2 separate regions of the Mus musculus genome follow, and region 1 is linked to region 2. The links are chromatin contacts, called in public HiChIP or PLAC-seq maps. All regions are on one chromosome and are shown on one strand. Each heading gives the region's core, a stretch centred on a gene start, on an enhancer-like site or on the middle of the called end of the contact. The rest is flanking DNA. Distances are from core to core; before and after follow the strand shown. Region 1 overlaps Gm42048. Region 2 holds the start of Mvd (mevalonate (diphospho) decarboxylase).

Region 1 (7,547 bases), core at 2,023-4,522, 600 kb after region 2:
TGCCCTTTCTGGTCTCCTCTTCTGAGGCTGGTGAACTTACCTGGGAGCCCATTCCTAAACGAACCTGCCTTTTTTCATTGAATTCAGCTCAAATTGGCTTATTTTTTTTTAAAGATTTATTCATTTTATTTATTTTTTTTAAGATTTTTTTTTTTTTTGAGACAGGGTTTCTCTGTTTCTGGCTGTCCTGGAACTCACTCTGTAGACCAGGCTGGCCTCGAACTCAGAAATCCTCCTGCCTCTGCCTCCCAAGTGCTGGGATTAAAGGCGTGCATAAAGATTTATTTATTTTATGTATATGAGTACACTGTAGCTGTGAACTGCCATGTGGTTGCTGGAATTTGAACTCAGGTCCTCTAGAAGAGCAGTCAGTGCTCTTAACTGCTGAGCCATCTCTCCAGCCCCCTATTCATTATATATATATACATATATATATATGTAAACTGTCACTGTCATCAGACACACCAGAAGAGGGCATCGGATCCCGTTATAGATGGTTGTGATCCACCATGTGGTGGCTGGGAATTGAACTCAGGACCTTTGGAAGAGCAGTCAGTGCTCTTAACCACTGAGCCATCTCTCCAGCCCAAATTGACTTATTTCTTCATCAAAGAAAACCTATTAGTCACATTAGAAAAATGGTTGGGCAGTTAAAGGATTACATGAACACACACACACACACACACACACACACACACACACACACACACACACACAAAACTAGCTATGATCTAGCCACTCTGCTCCTAAACACCCGCCCAAAGTTATGAAAGCACATATCTATAAGAGTCATGCTCAGGTTGTTCAAAGCAGAGATTTTAGTAATAATACACCTTCAAGTTGGAAGCAGCTGGCAGCTCAAATCCACACCGAGTGGTGCAGCGATAAATGAGGGACGACGGTCTGTTTGCACACAGAGAATTGCTAGGCTTGATGGAGATTCAGTGGTAGAGTGCTTGTCTAGCATGCAGGAGGCGCTGAGTTTGATTCCTTTCACAAGAGGGGCCTGGGAGAGGGAGGGAGGGAGAGAGGGAGGGAGGGAGGGAGGGAGATTGAGAGAGAGAGAGAGAGAGAGAGAGAGAGAGAGAGAGAGAGAGAGAATATGAGAGAGAATGAAAATGAGAATGGGGAATTGAAACAGTAACACTCACAGGTAAACCTGCAACTCTCAAAACAATCAGATTCGGTGAAAGAAGCCAGAGTCCTAAAGGTCCTCATCAAAGGTGTCCACTTTATGACTGCATTTCTAACATCCTGAGAATGATAAGTAATCACTGCCTGTGAGCACCCTGGGACAGGGATACAGAGGGGAAGGCTAGATAAGAGTACAGGGAAGTTTCTGGGGGTAGAGGTGGTTTTGCAGCTGTTGTGGTGGCCTCGTAACAGACATATAGGCCATTGCATATTTAATTCTACACTTTTATTTGTCATCTTATTCTTTTATTTAGAAGGTAACCATATGCAACTCTATAACAAGAAGCTTGAAAAATGTTTATTTAAAAAGGATGACTTACTGGCACTGGAGACATGGCTCAGCGGTTAAGAGCACTGGCTGCTCTTCCAGAGGTCCTGAGTTCAAGTCCCAGCAACCACACGGTGGGCTCACAACCATCTGTAATGGGATCTGATGCCCTCTTCTGGTGTCTCCGAAGACAGCGGCAGTGTACTCATGTACATTAAATAAATAAATAAATAAATAAATAAACAAACAAACAAATCTTTTTAAAAAACCAAAGAGCTGGCTTACCTGATTGGTCAATTGGGTCTGAGGTTAAGAGATACTGTATGTCCACGAAGAGACCTGAGCTCTGTTCCCAGGTGGCTCACAACTGCCTGTAATCCCAGCTTCTGCAGGACTAGTGTCCCCTTTGTCCTCCTTCAGATCTGCACTAACTTGCACACACATGCACTCGCTCGCACACATGTGCACTCACTTGCTCACATGTGCACACATGCACTCATGCACTCACCTGCACATGGATTTCCAGTTTGGAACTCCCAGACTCATGAACTCTCTGCTTATCCTCCATTCTCCAGCCTGAGCTGCTGTACCCTCCCAGAGGCCAGGGCGAGCGTGTGTCCCTTCTGTCTCCCAGCAGCTGTCTGTCCCCGTTTAGCCACACGTGCACACTTCAAGCACATGCTTGTTGTTTACAGAGAATAAGTGGATACATCTTTCCTATGGTGGGAAATTATACTATTTCCCATCTCTGGATTTGACTCAAACAAGTAGAAGATTTCAACAACAATATATAAGGACATAGGGCAGTGGTTCTCAATTTGTGGGTCACAATTCCTAGGGGAGTACATGAGCCTTTCACAGGGATGGAAAATAATTGTATGGTTGGGGGTCACCACAATATGAGGAACTGTATTAAAAGGTTGCAGCATTAGGAAGGTTGAGAAGTATTGCCATAGAAAATCTAAACAGTGAGTTTCCAATAGACCAGTTATTCAACCACACAGGACACCTGCAGAAGACAGTGGCAGAATCAGCCACCCCAGGGGCACACTGAACACACTCTAACTCACTGACACATTGGAAAGGACCAGAAACAACAGTGTGCTCTCCTGCTACAAAAGCAGAAACTAGACATAAGTAACAAAAAGACTATGGGCGATGCTGGGATGCAGGCGAGTGGAAGAGCACATGGCTAGCACCTGCCTAGCTTGCGCTAGGCCCAGGGATAACACAGGGATCTCCAGATCGTAGGTCGCTAAATAAGGCTCTAAAGAGGAAGAATTCAGCTTTCTTTGCAATGCACAGCTGGATTCATATCCTCCCTAAACAACTAGGAAGTGAGACATCACATCTGCTACATGGGTTCGCTTCTGCATTTCACTCCTCTTTCTTTCTTTCCTTTCTTCTTGTTATTTTATTTTGCTTTTACACAGGGTTTCTCTGTGTATCCCTGGCTGTCCTGGAACTTGCTCTGTAAACCAGGCTGACCTTGAACCCAGAGATCCATCTGCCTCTGCCTCTTGAGTGCTGGAATTAAAGACATGAACCACCATCATCCAGCTGTCGCCGCCACCTTCTCCTCCTCCTCCTTCTCCTCTTGTTCTTTAAAAGATTTATTCTTGTTTTATGAGTATGAGTGCTTTGCCTGTGTGCAGGTCTATGCACCACGGCTGCAGGTGCAGTGCCCGAGGAAGCCAGGAGAGGGCGCTAGATCCCCGTACAGAAGTTACAGATGGTCGTGGCTCACAATGTCAGTGCTAGCTGACTGACCCAGTGAGTCAGCTCTTAACTCCTGAACCATCTGCCTATCCCTACCCACCCCCTTTCTTACTTGGTTCCTTTGGCCGATGTCTTCATATGTTTATCTGTCTGGATAGAAGAAAGCCTGCTCTCTGGTGTGCCTCCTGTGGCCTAAAATGATGCCTCACGCTGTAGAACTTCCAGTTAAATGAAGCGACTCAGCCTTCCAATTGAAAGAACTCAGTGGGGAAACCCCCACTCAGCTCCCGATTCGGCGTGCACCCAAGAATCACGAATAGAACACAACACCTTGATGTAACAACAAGAGGTTTTTTAATGGCGGAGCTCCGGGTCGAAACGTATCTCACACAACAGGAGACAGTGGATTCGACCACGAGGCTTGGAAGCTAGGGGGTTTTATAGAAAAGGAGTGGGGCTGGGGGAGGAATTGGCGCGGTTTCACATGATTGGTCCATTTAAACATCAGCAGCCTGTAACATTTAACTTAGGTCAGAGGGGTGGGAGCTAGGGAGGCGATGGGCTTGCCCGGGCATGTCCTGGTCTGTTCTGCTATGTTCTCAGCCCCAGGTTTCAAAGCTCAGAAACAACTCTTTGGGCTATTTAACATACATTACATGAATTACAGTTTTATTTCCTTTCATTCCCCTCTTTTTCTGTTTAGACTAATTCTAATCATAGAATTTTAGAGGTCGGTGTCCCTTAACTCTTCATCTACCTGAACTATAGGTTGATATTGCCTTTGAAGAACCATGAGTTTTACTGTATCAATTTTACTCTGGATGAAAGCCATTCCTCTATTTATTATACAAGGGCCGAAAACTAAAGCTAAGCATATCATAAGGATTGGTCCGGCTACAGCGGAAATTAAAGAAGTTATCCAAGATGGTCGTGATTCAAACCACGACTCAAACCACCCCCGTTGAGCATCCCGTTCCCGTTTCCTTCGCTCTAATCTTTCTCTCAGTTTCTGCATAGAGTCTCTAACTATTCCTGTATGATCTGCATAGAAGCAGCACTCTTCTTTAAGGGCAGCACACAGTCTTCCTTCCTTTAGGAACAACAAATCAAGACCTCTCCTGTTCTGTAAAACTACCTCAGACAGGGAGGTCAAAGATTTTTTTAAAGCGTCTATGGACTTCTCTATTGTCGCTAGGTCTTCATTGACAGCATCCCTCAAAGACTGAATTCCCTGTCTTCCTTCTATCAAAGCTGACACTCCCGTCCCCACTCTTACTGCCATACCTATTCCCATGAATGCAGCCAGGGTTAAAGTAATTGGTTCTCTTTTTGACCGCCGGCCCGCATAGCTTTCTTCTAAACTGGATGCAGGGTGATAATATACACGGGGTAACAGCTGGATCATGACACAAAAATCATGAGATGAATTAAAAACCTTAGTTGATACACAGGGAGTAAGTCCTGTATTGCAAGCCCACCATCCAACCGGGGAAGGTACAAGATAGTAATCAGCTTCTGTTCTGGACACGGACTGAATTTGTCCGCATAGGTGTTTGTGAGTGGAAGGTGGGGTACCTATACAGAGACCTGGATTCCTCGCGGATACTTCAGTCAGGGTCAGTTTTTGTCCTGTACCCCAAGAGCAGGAAGTATGGCTGCTGGTTCTGTTGAAATCTCCATTGAAGGCGATTCCTTTATAATAAGGCGGACCGGACCCGAGGACAGGCATAGCCAGCAGTCCTCAGTAGCGCTTGGATCAGTTCTGTTAAGGGCATAAAAGGCTCCTCTCACTAGGTTAAACATCCTCTGTCTTGAAGGAATCTCGGGGGTAATAGTTAGAGGTACCTGAGGAGTGGGAGGTTGGGTGATAGCGGCCATATTAAGGGGGTCCGCAATCACTGGAGTAGGCTGAGTAATTGTATGGGTGAGGGGTGTGAACTTGGTTGGGGGGCCTAAAGGATTGTAGGGGGTCTTTATTTTTAATCTGATAGTGAACAATAATCTCTCATCATATCTTTCCTTGTAAATCCTAAGACCCCAGGTATACCCTTTTGTCCATCCCAGAGCTCTCTTTCCTGGTTCAGTGAAGGTGACACGGAGCGGATGGCACCAGTCAGTACACTCGTCTAGGTCAAATCCTCCAGGTACATAAGACGCTAGGGAATAGTTGGCTGTTACTCTAATATAGTCCCAGCTCGAGGAGGGCTTCCAGCGGGCTGTACCTGAAGTCTCGCAACCCCAGCTCTTACAAAAGAAGTCAGCCTTACCTCCACACGTTGGATTGAGGGACTGACTTCGGTGGGGCCCGGGGCAGACATAGAAGGGATGGGTTCGAAGCATACTTCTATCCCTTTGGTTAGAGCAACCACCCCATGGGTCTCTCGAATGTTTTTCTACGTACGGAGGGGGTGTTAAAGGTGCCCTCTGAATGTCAGAGTACCCCTCCAAGTCCCATCCAGGAGGGGCTCCTATAGCCAACTTACAGATGTCAGGGAAAAGATTAGGCCACCAAGTCCACAGAGGGTGTACCTCAGCGATTGTCCATACAGCCCTACCCCCCTCATTGAGTACCTCCCACGTTTGTTGAACAGGACTGTGGGGGTTGAAGTCTTTTGGGATCGCTCCTACGAAGCAGGCGCAACTTAAAAGGATTAGTAGTCTTCTCTAAAGTCCACTCATCATGGCTGACTCCAGGGGGTGCTCTCTTAACGTGGGATGCGTGGACCCAAGTGGGGATTCCTTCCACTTTGACCGCGGTGGGCGTTGTCAGTAGCACCAAGTAGGGTCCCTTCCACCTCGGTTCTAGGTTTCCCGCTCGGTGTCTCCTCACCAGGACTGCGTCTCCTACTTCAAACTGATGCGGCACCTGTGTGTCACCAGCAACATAGGTTTCTTTTAGCTGTTCCCAGACCTCTTTTCTTACTATTTTAAGAGCTTTTAATCGAGCCAAAAGACTAGAAGAAGGAGAGAAAGACACATCCGGGCGATTCTTATCCCCTACGGTCATAAAAATGGGTGGGGGCGCCCCATACATTAATTTAAATGGAGTTAGGCCAAGGGGTCCAGGTGTATTCCGAACCCTGAACAAGGCATAAGGGAGAACGGCTGTCCAATCGCTTCCGCCGGATTCTAAGGCTATTTTAGTCAGAGTCTCCTTTAGCGTTCTGTTCATCCTTTCTACCTGTCCTGAACTCTGGGGTCTGTATGCACAATGTAATTTCCAATTTGTCCCCAGTTGTCTGGCCAATCCCTGACTTACCTGGGAGACGAAGGCAGGTCCGTTGTCTGACCCCATTACCTTAGGTATCCCAAAGCGGGGAAGGATTTCTTCAAGTATCTTCTTGACCACTACATTAGCCGTTTCTTTCTTGGTGGGGAACGCTTCGACCCATCCTGAAAAGGTGTCTATAAAAACTAGGAGATATTTATTTCCATACCTAGCCGGTTTCACCTCAGTGAAGTCAGTTTCCCAGTAGGCTCCAGGTCTGTCTCCTCGCAGTCGTTTTCTTTTCTGGAGCCTGCTAGACCCAGCGTTGGTAAGTGCACAAGCACGGCAGTTTTTTACTATCTCTTCCACAATTCCTTTTAATCCAGGAATGTAATAGGGGGACTTACTAACCAATTTTAGTAATTTTTTAGTTCCTAAATGAGTCAGATGGTGTATGTTAGCTAAGTAATCTCGCCCCTCTTCTTCTGTGAGGGTTCTTTTATTTATTTTCTCAGCAGCGGGCTGTTGGGTTCTCACCACCAGAGTCATTGGCCCTTGGGCTGCTTTTTTAGCTTCTTGGTCTGCCATTTGATTTCTCTTTTTAACGGGCCCAGTTCCCTTCTGGTGTCCTGGGCAATGGATAATTGCCACCCTACGGGGCAAATGAACAGCTTCTAATAAGCTGAGAATTTCTTCTTTATTTTTGATATCTTTGCCGGCAGACGTCAGCAGTCCACGGTGTCGGTATATTGCTCCGTGTACATGAGCCGTGGCAAAAGCGTACCGGCTGTCGGTATAGACATTAAGAGCCCTTCCTTCTGCCAGCCTTAAGGCTTGAATTAATGCGATTAGTTCCGCTTTTTGAGCTGATGTACCCTCCGGCAGACTGCTGGCCCATATGACAGCCTTTCCATCTACTACTGCCGCCCCAGCCTTCCGCTTACCTTTTACCACAAAGCTGCTTCCGTCCGTGAACCAAGTCATCGCCCCTGGCCAAGGTTGGTCTGTGAGGTCTGGCCGGATTCCAGTCTCTTCTGCCAGTATTTCTTCACACTTATGTGCAGGGGCCTCGTCAGCCTCAGGTAGTAAGGAGGCGGGGTTGAGAATGGCTGGGGGTGCAAAACTTACTCGCTCTGTCAGCAATAGGCTCTGGTAGTG
Region 2 (7,545 bases), core at 1,077-3,576:
CCTAAACACAGCTGCCAGCCTACAGTCACCCACATGATTGGCTGCGCATGCCAGCCAGCCCTGCACTGAGCTGTTTCTTGTTTTTTTTGTTTTTGTTTTTGACAAGGAACCAGAACCCTTGGATGAAATCTACCTCTCTACCAGTCTCTATGGTTACCCAGGCCGGCCAGGTGCTCTGGAACAACTCTGACCTCTGAAGACTTCTCTAGGGAACTGAGTTCAAAGGGACAAGCGACAGGGGCACAGAAATCCACAAACAGCATCCTCCCTTTTGAGGTTGCTTTTAGAGGTTTTCTGTCCCCAGTGCCTGGGCTGGGAACCACAGCTGCACGTTGGTCCCCTCTGCTGGCCTGTTCAGACCAAGCTCTGAGGTGCAAGCAGATGGTCACTCAGCCCTGGTGGACTCTCCTCCCTTCATGTCTCATGCATGTGTGTATCCCTGACCTAACAGTGAACTTCACAAACATGACAGACATTTACAACATTTGATGAGTAGAGAGATGACCTACTACTGACTCTTAGCTTCAAAGTATATGGGGTTTCAGGTACTGGTGTCCTTCAGCTCATGAGGTGACCTTGGTCTCTGTACCTGATAATGTACAAAAATACCCATGGGTGAAACTATTCATTCCGGAGTAAATTAATTGTTCTCTTCTTTCTTTAACTTATTGTTTTTATTTTTTAGAGACAGGATCTCACAGTGAACTTCTGGCTGGCCTTGAACTCACAGAGACATCCTCCCCCCTTCTTCTTCTTTGGGTTTATTTATTTAGGTTTTTTCAAGACATGGTTTCTGTGTAGCCCTGGAACTTACTCTGTAGATCAGGCTGCCCTGGAATTTACAGAAATCCACCTGACCTCTGCCTCCTGAGTGTTGGGATTAAACACACCACCTTTCTGCTGGTGTGTGTGTGTGTGTGTGTGTGTGTGTGTGTGTGTGTGTGTATGAAGCAGAAAAGTTATTGCAAGAGAAATTGAAAATACGAGCCATCTCACAAGCCACAAGGAAACAATAGTGAACTCCCATTGGTCAGCTGTCAGCCTGACTGACAGGCTGTCTACTGTGGCGCAGAAGGCCTATTCACACACTCTCGCTCTAGCAGAGAGAGCTGAGCAATCGATCCAGCTTCCAAGATGGCAGCCGGCCAACAGCTATCAACATCGCCCCAGGCACATAGCTGCTTGGCTGGTTCATCCACTTCTAGGAATCTACGCAAGCACTCTTATACACAATGCAAGGAAAGTCCGGTGCATGGCTTCCAAGGGGGACGGCTTGAGTCAATTACCGACGGTCTAGACAAACAAGGAAGCTGTTTTGGTGTGCAGCTGGAAAGTGTCCAAGAAACTCAGACGTAGAAAAAGCAGCATGGAAAAAAAAAGCAACTCCCATTCACTGTGTAGAAAATGTCAGCCAGAAGGCTGTGAAAGGATTAGGTACCATCCACACTCCTAGGAACAGAACTGGTGGCCTGGGTGGGTATCGTGTGCTCGCACATCTTCGGAACTCTAAGCCATTCAACAGCCACGATTTTACAGGAGGTGGAACCAGGAAGTTGTATCTGTTTCTGTTGGAGAATGGATGGTTAGTTCTGGAAACAGAGGTGACGGTTGTATCAAGTAAATATACTAAAGGTCACTAAACTGTACCGTAAGAATGACACAGAAATGTGCCGATCCATTTCAGCTACGGAAAAAAAAAAAAAAAAAACGACAAAATTCTTGCTTGTGTGGAGCTTGGGAGAGAAAATGCCCATCTCGGATGCAGTACATCCGCCGGCGCGGCGGCTGGACACCTCAGGCAAGCTGTGAGACCCCAGACTGTGGGACCAGGAGACTGGAGGTTGTGACAAGAGAAGTCAGATTGTGAATGTAGAAGATTCCAGGATGTGGGGCTCGGGCGCGACCTTGGGCTGCGGATCCCTCCGGATTCACCGTCTAGTGAGCTTTTCATGCAGCGTAGAGGCTAGATGCGTATCCTTTTTCAGCTCCGCTGTTTCAGCAGCAGATGGCCCCGCTGTCCCGACGGTCACTCAGGCTATCCAGTGGTGCTTGTGCCAGAAGGAGGAACCTTTGTAAGAAGGAGGCCTCCTACGCCTGCGCAGATACCACCTCCTGCGCATGCGTAGATTCCACTCCCTGAGCGGACCCCGCCTCTCGCTCGCAGCCACGAGCTTGCAGGCACCGGGGGCGGGCTCAGTGTCAGCCGCACATCATTCGATCCTGTCCATAGGCTAAAAAGTGGATCATGGGCTCGGCCTGTCGCCTATTGGACAGCACGGGAAAAGCCCGGCCAGCGGGCCAATCATATGGCAGCGCGTGAGTCTGTAGACACCGGGTAATCGGTGCTGGGCTCTCTAGCTCGGGACTCCAGCATCTCAGTTATGGCCTCAGAAAAGCCTCAGGACCTAATGGTCACCTGCACGGCGCCGGTCAACATCGCAGTTATCAAGTACTGTGAGTGCTGGAGACAACAGTCACCTCGGCCGGGATCGGGGCATAGAGCTGGAGGCTGTAGTCACTGGGACCCCTGGGCTCGAGGGTCGGGTTCCAGAGTAGCTGGGCTGGAAAGGGGATCCTCCAGGCTGGAATGAGGGGGAAGTTCGCCACCGTCAGATCCATGGGCACAGTGGTGGAAATGGGGGTTACTACAACCAGGATCGGGGAGCCTGGGAGTTGGAGACCGGGGCACAGGTGCCGGGATCGATGTGCACAGGGCTGGAGATGAGGGTCACTGCTGCCGGGATTCAGGGTCCTAGGGCTGGAGGGAAAGACCAATGTCCCGGATCTGGAGTAGCTGGGCTGGAGAAGGCTGGGAGGGTAGCTCAGGGATGAAGGGGGCGTTGCCATGCAGGGATCCGAGGGGCGCTGGTGAGGGGCAGATCTTCCTCCCTCCCTGGTGACACTTGTAAACTGGGGAGGTATTGCCGGGACCAGGGCTTCTCACCCCAGTCTCCCTCTGCTCTTCCTTCCACCGTGGTCATTTAGAAGTGGATCCACGCAGCCTGTAGATTCTTGAGTTTGGCTCGTTTCAGTACGCACGCTCTTCCCGAGGATTATCCAGGTGGACGCAGCAGGATTTCATTGCCCACTGTTGCTTAGGCCCTAGAACAGGGGCTCTGTTGTTACCAGGAAAACTGCTGCCACATTTATGGGCAGGTTTTGGTGTGAACTTTCATCCTTCCTAGGAAGAATGCCCTGGCAGCTCTGGGAGAACAAGAGTCAGTTCTTCATTCTGTTAATGATCTGTGGGTTCCCTGGGGTGGCAGTACCCAGCTGGTATTCCCACCAGTGCTACGCCAACCCTTAAGATTTAATTAATTTATTTAATGTATATGAGTACATTATAGTTGTGAACCTTCATGTGGTTGTTGGGGATTGAATTTAGTACCTTTGCTTGCTCCAGTCAACCCCAGCTCTCTCTGGCCCAAAGATTTATTTATTATTATAAATAATTATTATAAATAATTACACTGTAGCTATTTCAGGTGCACCACAAGAGGGGGTCAGATCTCATTACAGATGGTTGTGAGCCACCATGTGGTTGCTGGGATTTGAACTCAGGACCTTTGGAAGAGCAATCGGCGCTCTTATCCACTGAGCCATCTCTCCAGCTCCCCATTTCTTACTTCATCTCTTTGCGGGCCATTTCTTCTTTGCGTGGTTGCTGCTTGGAGCACTTCCATGGTGGCTGCTTTAAAGCCTTTGCCAGCAGTTGCAGCATCTCTAGACACTTCAACGTTAGTGTCTTTTGGTTTTTGTCTCAGTGTGAGATCCTCCTTTTTGGTGTGACATGATTTGGGGTGAGATCTAATGGTTTTCTGCTGTGCACTGAGACTCAAGTCCTATTAAAACCTTTAGCTGGGCCTGGAGAGATGGCTTAGTGATTAAGAGCACTGACTGCTCTTCCAGAGGTCCTGAGTTCAATTCCCAGTAACCACATAGTGGCTCACAACCATCTGTAATGGGATCCTCTGGTGTGTCTGAAGACAACAACAGTGTACTCACATACATGAAATAAATAAATAAATCTTTTAAAAAACAAAGCATAACCTTTAGCTATTGGAGGAGGGACACCACCTCTTTTATGGCAGACAGATAGATACACCTACTTTGTATGATACTTGTTCCTGCTGGGGCTCTGTAGGGTTCCTGCAGGAGCCATCAGGCCTCCTCTGGAAACTGCAGGCCAGGCTGGGAGAAGCATCCATCTGCCCTGTGGATGAAGTCCAGGTGGCCAGCTGAGCCAGGGCAGCCTGCTGTCCTTCAGGGAGGAAAGTGTGGAACTCCCAGGCTAACAGAGCCTTGGAACAAGGGCAGGGCTGAAACAAACAAAGTTTGTCGCACTCAGCTGCCTGGGTTTTCTTGATGCAAGTGTTGCTGACCTGGGACCAGTGGGCAAGAAGAAACCCACATAAGTGTACCCAAAGCCAAGTCGGGCAGTGGTGGCACATGCCTTTAATCTCAGCACTTGGGAGGCAGAGGCAGGAGGATTTCTGAGTTCGAGGCCAGCCTGGTCTACAGAGTGAGTCCAGGACAGCCAGGGCTACACAGAGAAACCCTGTCTCCAAAAATCAAACAAACAAACAAAAAAAAATAGTGTACCCAAAGCCATATACCCTAGCGGTGCCTACATCTGAGGCCCCAGGGTCTTCCTTCCTGTCTTGTATAGGGCAGCTGGGCTTCAGCCTTAGGCCATAGGGCATCCGCTCTGTGTTCTTCAGAGCAGCCCTGTGGTTCCAGGAGAGCTACCTGTGTGCAGATGTCTGTCTGTAGGCAGCAAAGGGTGAAATCACCTGCCCAGTGGGTCTTTTGTTATCGCCTGGCCAAACAACTCCTAATTAGCCAAGCATGTGCAGAAACCCGACATAAGTGTGATGCTACAAGCTAAGAGCTGCGGGCACCCTCAGATATCTGCGCCTCAGGCTTTCTGGGACATTTTTTTTTTTAAAAGATTTATTTATTATTAAATCTGAGTACACTGTAGCTGTCTTCAGATGCTCCAGAAGAGGGCGTCAGATCTCATTACGGATGGTTGTGAGCCACTATGTGGTTGCTAGGATTTGAACTCAGGACCTTTGGAAGAGCAGTCGGTGCTCTTAACCACTGAGCCATTGCTCCAGCCCTTTCTGGGAGATTTGACTGTGCTTGGGGTCGCGGGAGTCCTGGGCAGAGGGGCCGTTCTGATCGGTACCATCTGGGACACGGTCAGGACCCGGACTCCTCTGGGCGGACAAGCAGGTGGAGGAGATAGACCACCAGCCACATAGGCACATGATTCCTGGTAAACGCCCTCGGCTGTATCTGGGCAGTGAGAGAAAGAAGGAGGAAGTGTGAATTAGAAGTGGACTGGTCCCCTACCTCCACTGTGCTCTGGGAAGGTTCACTGAGCTTTGAGTCTGCTGCCAATTTAGGAGGTCTTCCTGAGGTTGTGTAGTGAGAGGGGATGGAGCACTGAGGGGAGGACCAGGAACTCACTGCTTCGGTTGTTGTTTCAGGGGGGAAGCGAGATGAAGCGCTGATCCTGCCCATCAACTCCTCCCTGAGCGTCACGCTGCACCAGGACCAGGTGATTGTGCTCTGGTGGCTGGAATGGGGTGACTTCTCATGGGACCATAGCCGGGCCTGTGTCCTCCTAATTCCCGTTGACCATCCAATACGCGTTAACCCTTGTCTCCTCATCCACACACAGACCCAAAGCCACGGGGTTGGTTTTACGTCCGATTCCTTTACTCAAGAGGGACCAGGTGTCCATGGTTCTGTGGTGAGACAGTGCTCACCCTGACACAGCGCAGGTCAGGCCAGTATGGCTACCCTGAGGGGCTTGCCCACTTCCCTGCTGCCTAGCCAGGGCTGACCCTGGGGGCCCTTCTGACCTTCCACATGCTTGCCCAGGTGGACAGCCATACTGGCCCTAGGTAGGCTCTGAGACCTCTTGGCAGAAAGGGGTGCTTGGCGGGCATTCGTCCTCGGCACTGACCCTGGGTTTTCTTCCCAGCTAAAAACGACCACAACCGTTGCCATTAGCAAGGACTTCACAGAGGACCGCATCTGGCTGAATGGTCGCGAGGAGGACGTGGGGCAGCCACGGCTCCAGGCCTGCCTGAGAGAGAGTGAGTTGGGGTGACCTCTCCCCTCTCCCAGCCCCCAGTTAAATGAAGCATCAGGAGTAGGTTCAGTGCGTCTGCCAACTGGCAAGGCCACTCACTCTGCCATCTGCCCTGCAGTTCGCCGCCTGGCTCGGAAGCGGAGGAGCACAGAGGACGGGGACACTCTACCCCTCAGCCTCAGCTATAAGGTGCACGTGGCGTCAGTGAACAACTTCCCCACTGCTGCAGGCCTGGCGTCCTCAGCCGCAGGCTATGCCTGCCTAGGTGGGTACCTGGGTTCTGCTCTGTGGTAGTAGGGGGTTCCCTGGACTGTCAGCATCCTGACTATCATCTTAGGGTTCTAGTGCAGTGAAGAGACACCATGACCAAGGCAAGTCTTTTTTTTTTTTTTTTGGTTTTTCGAGACAGGGTTTCTCTGTATAGCCCTGGCTGAGCTCACTTTGTAGACCAGGCTGGCCTCAAACTCAGAAATCCACCTGCCTTTGCCTCCCGAGTGCTGGGATTAAAGGCGTGCGCCACCACGTTCGGCTCCCAAGGCAAGTCTTATAAAGGACAACATTTAATTGGGGCTGGCTTACAGGTTCGGAGGTTCGGTTCACTGTCATCAAGGCAGGAGCATGGCAGCATCTAGGCCAGCATGGTGCAGGAGGAGCTGAGAGTTCTACATCTTCATCTGAAAGCAGCTAGGATGAGGGTCTTATAGCTCATACTCACAGTGACACACCCACTCCAACAAGGCCACACCTCCTAATAGTGCCACTCCTTAGGGCCAATCAGATACAAACCATCACAGCTTGTTGGAGCTCCCTGTACACAGACTCTGAGTTTGGCTTTTCCCAGAATGCAGTTGACCACCAGACCCTCTATGCATTTGTGTGAGGGCCCTTCAGCTCCCAAGTGACAGAAGTGATACAAGCTACTTATCTTGAGGCATGGTGGGAGGAGGAGGGTTGGGGAATATCCTTGGCTCCTCTCCCCACACACACCTGGAGAACTAAAAGGCCGTGGCCCAGCTTCAGGCATGGCTGCCTTCCAGCTGTCCGACCCCATGGTCAGGAGCTCTCCTCTCCCATCCGTATCCTCTCTGCTTCTTGCCTTGGGTCACTACGTGGCATCCCCAGCCCTGGCACAGGCAGCCCTCACAATGGTGAGCTTAGCCCGCATCCATCGGCTCCAGGGGTGATAGATAACCTGTGTTGTCCTGAACTGGAGGTGTAGGTGAGCCTTGAGGCAGGGTCACCTTCTCAGGAATGCTGGACTCAAGGAAGGCCCCATGCCGATGAACAGCAAGCTTACCTCACTGCCTGCCCTACTGCCTTCCCTGTGCCTCAGGCTCTCACCTGGTGGCCTTCTCATTGTCTCCTCTTCCCTCAGTGCTTCACTTGGGTGCAGCTCCTCAAAGAAACTTCCCCACCCCAGGTCCTGAGGCTGTTTATGA

What was found. HiChIP or PLAC-seq counts read pairs in DNA pulled down with a chosen protein or histone mark.
Region 1: an H3K27ac HiChIP or PLAC-seq map of embryonic stem cells shows a contact between it and region 2, with 5 times the contacts expected there. The contact joins the enhancer-like site here to the promoter of Mvd in region 2. A contact is called at or near these places in 1 of 39 promoter capture datasets (embryonic stem cells) and 7 of 115 datasets of contacts at active chromatin or transcription factors (embryonic stem cells, microglia, pancreatic cancer cells and 1 more).

The regions. Positions count from the first base shown.
Region 1 is chr8:121,837,151-121,844,697 of GRCm38.p6, reverse strand. It overlaps Gm42048, which reads right to left. Exons shown (of 4, transcript XM_030243893.1): 1 at 6,619-7,547; 2 at 3,294-6,047; 3 at 1,515-1,666; 4 at 796-1,006. Among named protein-coding and RNA genes, the nearest start is that of Gm42048, 6.9 kb to the right of the region's middle. Within about 2 kb of position 3,272, at least 57 of the 459 cell types and tissues checked have an H3K27ac peak or open chromatin away from gene starts, as enhancers often do. A contact at or near this core is called in embryonic stem cells and stem cell-derived neural progenitor cells, where this site is marked.
Region 2 is chr8:122,438,203-122,445,747 of GRCm38.p6, reverse strand. It overlaps Mvd (mevalonate (diphospho) decarboxylase), which reads left to right and starts at 2,326. Exons shown (of 10, transcript NM_138656.2): 1 at 2,326-2,454; 2 at 5,496-5,566; 3 at 5,996-6,110; 4 at 6,225-6,371. The coding sequence starts at 2,382. It overlaps 9330133O14Rik (RIKEN cDNA 9330133O14 gene), which reads right to left and starts at 2,092. Exons shown (of 1, transcript NR_045696.1): 1 at 1-2,092. Gm51557 (a long non-coding RNA gene) reads right to left here. Exons shown (of 3, transcript XR_003947483.1): 2 at 5,476-7,545; 3 at 5,052-5,301. It overlaps Gm20735 (predicted gene, 20735), which reads left to right. Exons shown (of 3, transcript NR_015497.2): 3 at 107-480.